Linked DNA regions of Gossypium hirsutum: region 1 is linked to region 2. Evidence: chromatin contacts called from public Hi-C data. All regions are on one chromosome and are shown on one strand. The core of a region is the stretch at or near the end of the contact, and the rest is flanking DNA. Distances in the headings are between cores, read along the strand shown.

What was found. A called contact is a pair of places that touch in the nucleus more often than the background predicts.
Region 1: a contact with region 2 is called in a Hi-C map of leaf, with 3 times the contacts expected there. The contact joins the promoter of LOC121230630 here to the promoter of LOC107962920 in region 2. A contact is called at or near these places in 3 of 34 Hi-C or Micro-C datasets (hypocotyl and leaf).

The regions. Positions count from the first base shown.
Region 1 is chrA06:38,871,323-38,874,703 of Gossypium_hirsutum_v2.1, reverse strand. LOC121230630 (hydroxyproline O-galactosyltransferase HPGT3) reads right to left here and starts at 2,071. Exons shown (of 12, transcript XM_041115669.1): 1 at 1,559-2,071; 2 at 292-355; 3 at 72-121. The coding sequence starts at 1,683.
Region 2 is chrA06:38,405,157-38,408,157 of Gossypium_hirsutum_v2.1, reverse strand. LOC107962920 (protein FAR1-RELATED SEQUENCE 6) reads left to right here and starts at 1,389. Exons shown (of 3, transcript XM_041115663.1): 1 at 1,389-1,647; 2 at 2,940-3,001.

The sequences.
Region 1 (3,381 bases), core at 822-3,321, 470 kb before region 2:
AAACAGAAACAGTCATATTATACCATAAAAATTGCGAGATGGGTGGTAAGAATGAGAATTGAAGAGCGTACTTGCATCCTAGGACCATCAGCTTATCTTCAACAGTAAGAACCTTTGGTCTCTACAAATAGGAAAGAGAAACATCATAGGGAAAATAGACAAATTCTAATTACTTAGCATCGTACTTTACAGTGAGCAATAATCAAATACTACACATTATATTCTACAACAAATAGTAACTAAGGACATAGGCTATGACAAGAACAATTTGTTTGGCTTTTGAGTCCTAACCTGTTCCATGTTCTTCTTAAGAAGATTAGCAAGCAATGTTCTGTTTTCCGCATCTTGCCACAACCTAATTTTCATCAATATATTTTGCAAAATAAATAGTAAATAAGTAATTCAGATTAATCAATTTGCTCGCTATGGAAATTGATTAGAAACAAACAATAATTAACAAAAATATTAGGCTGATTTAATTGAATATAAATTTCGATTCCAAGATCCTATATTTTTTTTCCCCTAAATACAATCCAAAATGAAAAACTAAATTCCACAAAATGGCGCATTGAAATTAATAATTGAGAAGAAAAAATGATGACAAAGAAAAAACAACCTAATCTTTTATCAGTGCAAAATAAATAATAAATAACTTATTCAGATTATTCAATTTGTTAGGTACGGAAATGAAACAATAATTAACAAAAATGTTAGGCTGATATAATTGACTATAAATTTAGATTCTACGATCTTTTCTTTTCCCCTATATACAACTCGAAATGAAAAACCTACTTCCACAAACTAGCGCATTGGAATTAACAATTGAGAAACAAAAATGAAGACAAAGAAAAAACAACATAACTTTTTTATCAAATTTCGAAAAATAAATAATAATTCAGATTAATAAATTTATTAGCTACGAAACTTTATTAAAAACAATTATTAACAAAAATGTTAGGCTGATTTAATTGAATATAAATTTAGAATTCTACAATCCTATTTTTCCCCCTAAATACTGTCAGAAATGGAAAACCAAATAAACAATTGAGAAATAAAAATGAAGAAAATGGGGGAAAAAACCCCCTAATTTTCATCAATTTTTCACAAAAATAATAATAATTCAGATTAATCAAAATTTCAGCTATGAAAATTTATTTTAAAAAGGTGAAATTGAATATAAATTTAGAGTCTACGATCCTAACTTTTCCCTAAATACAGTCCGAAATGGAAAACCAAATTCCACGAACAGACGGAGAAATTAACAATTGAGAAAGAAAAATGAAGAAAAAGAAAAAAAAACCTAATGTTCATCAAATTTTCGTAAAATAAAAAATAATTCAGATTAACAAAATTTCCTAGCTAGGGAAATTTATTAAAAAACCAATAATCAACAAAAAAATGTTAAGCTGATTTAATTGAATGTGAGTTTAGATTCTACGATCTTCTTTTTCCCTTTCTAAATACAAACCAAAATGAAAAACAAATTCGACGAAACTTGCGCAATGGATTTGAATATCGAGAAGCAAAAAATAAAAACGAAGAGAAAAAGAATACGAACCGGCCAGCGACATAGAGCCAAGCGATGCAAGAGAAAAAAGCCATCAACAAAGAAGGCTTGGATGTTTGCAGATTCTTAGATCTCCATCGTTTATCTCCTTTAGTGGTCGTAGGTAAACCCTCCATATCACACTCTTAACGCATATAAAGAATCGAAACACAGAATTGATCGCCGGTCTCTGATGATCTCTACTTTTATAGTTCGGATAATTACAATGAACGAGAATGCGAACTCAGTGTAGGGATTCAAATCAAGTATGAAAAAGAAATGACGGATAATCAAAGACTAGAAGAAACAAACGGAAATTTGAAATGAAATTAAAAAGAAAAACGAAGAGAGAGATCTGAGAGCGGTAACTGACGATAGGTGCTATAGGCCAAGCCCACCTAGATTCGGCCTACACCGAACTTGGACAATCCCACCAATTTAATTTTGGTAATTTTTATTAGATCTTGGCAAATTGTACAACGAATTCAGATATTCCCTATTTAATATTTGGAATTTGGATTTTAAAATTATGGATTCGAAGTAGATGTGGATTGGTATTTTACACATTTATTACTTAAATTTGTATTATTAATTTGAATAACAGATGAAAATTCGGATATTTAAATTCACAGCTTATAAATTTGATTATGAATATAAAATATTGGCTTAAGGTGTAAAAACTTTCAAGCTTAAAAAAAAAAGTAATTAAGCTTCTATATTTTTTTTTATTTATTTGGATACCTAAATTTTTAAAATACATAAAAAAAACTTCAAACTTTTAAAAAAAAATAATTAAGCCCCTATTTTTTTTTACACTCAATTGAGTATTTGAACTTTCAAAATGCATCAAAAAGACCCTAAACTTTTTCAAAAAAAAGTAATTAAGCCCTTGGCTTTATTAAAAATTAGAAAAAATTATAAAAAATAAAAAAATAAATTTTAGAAAAGTTATTAAATTTTAATAAAAATATGAAAAATTTAAAATTTATTAAACATTAGAAATTTTTTTATAAAAAATCATAAAAATATAAAAAATTGTAAATTTTTATAAAAATCATAATCAAATTAACAACCCCTAGTTTTTTTATGATTTTTATAAAATTTTATATTTTTATATTTTTATATTTTTAAAATTTAATTTTTTTATTTTTTATAATTTTTTTCTAATTTTTAATAAGAGCATGGGCTTAATTGCTTTTTTGAAAAATTTTGAGGGTCTTCTTGATGTATTTTGAAAGTTCAAGTACCTAATTGAGTGAAAAAAAAAGAAGCAGGAGCTTAATTGCTTTTTTTGAAGAAATTTGAGGGCCTATTTGATGCATTTTGAAAGTTCAAGTGTTTAATTGATGCAAAAGAGAGAGAAAGAGACTTAATTGCATTTTTTGAAAAAAATTGAGGAGTTTTTACACTTTTAAACCTAAAATATTCTGGTCAATTCAAATTCAAACTTTTACAAATTAGGATATCCAAACAAAAAATGAAATTAGTTTTATTTTTGCAAATTTAGCATTCCTAAAGATAATTAAATTTTTTCCAAATTAGTTTTTTTTTATAAATTCAAATATCTGATAGATAATTTATAGATAATATTACTCAAATAATATTATAAATAATAAATAATTTTAAATTTTTAGATAGATTTACGAATTTCGATTTACATAATTTAAAAATTGCAAACATTTAATCTACTGCTATTCTTACACACCCACAATGTGAATGATATAAATAGTTTGTACTAGATCATGACATATTTATCAACCAAATTCCAGTTGATTTATAAATTTAACAAAAACCCGTTACTTTTATAAAACAACAAATATTATTTTAGAAATATT
Region 2 (3,001 bases), core at 140-2,639:
ATTCAGGATATCCACAAATGGCAGGTTTTCTAGATCCATATACGGGGAACGATATAATTTATATGATTTTCGTCGAGTATTTAGAAAAAGAAAAGAAATCTTTAATCATGCTCATTCTTCATTATGCTCTATGATTGAACAAACATTTGGAGTGTGGAAAAAAACGGCCAATATTAATAGATATTCCAAGTTATTCAATCAAGAAGCAAGTTTAATAGTTATTGCAACAATGGTTTTGTATAATTGCATTCAAAGACGTGCTTGGTCAAATGATGAGAATTTTTGGCAATTTGAGAATATATTTGACATGTTGTCTCTTCAGGCCATTTTGATCGAGGTGAATCGAGTTCTTCTAATAGTGAAGGTGACCTTAAAATCGTGACGTTAAGGGAAACCATTGTAACTGGTTTAATGAATTCGTCTTTATAAATACATTTTGTATCGTAACCGAATTTCTAATATTAATGAAACTTGTTATGTCTTATGTTATTATATTCTTTTTGTATTAAAAATCATCCGATCAGATATTTTAAAATTTAATCCAAGTATAATATTATTATTTGTGAAAATAATATTTATCATTGTTATAAAAAAATTACTAACTATAAAAATAATTTAAAAAATTATCATTTTATCTAATTAATAATTTAAATTGATTATATAATTCATTAAAATATTTATAATAAAATATTAGAAGATACATTTTAATATTTTATTAAATGAATTTATAAATTCACATATTTTTAATAATTTTATAAAAATAAAATAATTTAAAATTTTTTATTATATATAATTTTTAATAAAATATTCTTATAAATTATTTTTTATTCTCATCTTATTGCTATAACTAAGTTTAAATCCAAGCACAGACACAACCATTGTATCGTAACCGAATTTCTAATATTAATGAAACTTGTTATGTCTTATGTTATTATATTCTTTTTGTATTAAAAATCATCCGATCAGATATTTTAAAATTTAATCCAAGTATAATATTATTATTTGTGAAAATAATATTTATCATTGTTATAAAAAAATTACTAACTATAAAAATAATTTAAAAAATTATCATTTTATCTAATTAATAATTTAAATTGATTATATAATTCATTAAAATATTTATAATAAAATATTAGAAGATACATTTTAATATTTTATTAAATGAATTTATAAATTCACATATTTTTAATAATTTTATAAAAATAAAATAATTTAAATTTTTTTTATTATATATAATTTTTAATAAAATATTCTTATAAATTATTTTTTATTCTCATCTTATTGCTATAACTAAGTTTAAATCCAAGCACAGACACAACCATTGTTTCTAATCTCATTAACCAATCTCACCATATGTAAAAATATCGGCCATGTAGCCCATCTAATCTAAGCATAAGTTGTCACCAAACTCCCAGCAGCACAGTGCACGCAATACATTGTAGTTTCTTAACCATGAAAAAGAGAAAGTTCCCACGTGTCAACTCATCGAGTCCGATAGATCTACGAAACCTCTGTAATCCCCGGTGTGAGACTCGCAATTTCCCTTTCCCCAACGCCAAATTCTAAAAGCAGTAAGTGAGCGGACTCAGCGCCTCGCCCCCCCCCCCGAGTCTCCTCGTCTGACTCACCTCAGCGCCACGAATCATCGTAAGATCATCATCTACGATTTTCAACTCATCAAAACGTCAATTTTGATTTTCCTTTTCGCTTAAAATTTCAATCACGTTGACTTCGGGTTTCCAGCGATTTGGAACTTCTTTTTTTTTGTTTGGTTTCTAAAATGAAGTAAAAAACTTATAAATGAAGTAATCAAGCGATTAAGCTTGAAAATTTTCGATACATTTTTTTTATAATTTAAATTTTGGATTTTTTTTAATTACTACTGAGTACTAACAGTGTGGCAAAGGTACGAAACAATGACGTTTTCTCAGCAACCAAACGGAAAATAAATCATTTATGATGCTCAAAACTCTTTTAACTTTATAATTAAAATTAGTAATTTAATCTTTGACAAAGAAATTAGATTAATACAGGTGCAGGAAATTCAGTTTACTTGCTTTGGGTCGTAACAATTTTATATAATCAAGTATTTAATGATCATAATTGCTTTTTGTTTTGTTGCGATCGCCTTTGTGCTTTATAGATTAACGAGGTTCTTGTTTGGTGATTTCTTACTGATAATTTACATAGTATTACTGGATTATTGCATGGATTTTATGGTCCATTTATATGTTCGGATTCATCTGTAGTTTTATTTCTTGGAAATGCATTTTCATACTAGTTTCGGACTTTTAAGTTCAGTATCAATTCCACCTAGCTCGTTGGTCTGCATTGTGATGTATGCTCCGGAACTGTCTCTTTGGGTACCTTCACTCTTAGATGTATATTTATTAGATTCAAACCCAGATCGTCACACACAAAGGAAAGCATTCTACAGAATTTTGGTTGCCAATTGTCACGATTCCACTGAGTCGTAAGTCATTATTCCACTTGTCTCGTTGGTCCGCGATGCATAATCCAGAATTATCTTCTCTGGATATGCATAGGTCTTTCATGGTTTGTGTCTCCGCAGATTCTAACCCACGTCCTCACACGCAAAGGAATGCACTCTGCAGAACTCTGGTTTGTGTCCTCATGACACGATCATCAAGCTGGTTCAGGTCATGACAAAAGTTTTTCCTCTAAAGGAATTAGAATGTGGGGAGTCTCTTACTTTCTTCTTTTTTTGGTAGCAAGGATTTTTTCTAAATTTAAGTGCTCTGTATTTTTCTATTCTTTTGTTGCTGCTCTTATGGAAGGCCATTCTACTTCATTTGTGAAATTTTCTCGTTAATAAGGTCTTGCATTTTACCTATATGATTATAATACCCTATGGTGTGGCTAGTTTGTTATGATTTATTGGTTGCTGCACGAGTTAAGGTTACGTTTTCTTTTTCCAGTGAAAGGATGCTGTAGGCGCTATAGGGGTTAAACTATGCTAGAGGGGAAGCTTGTCACCTTG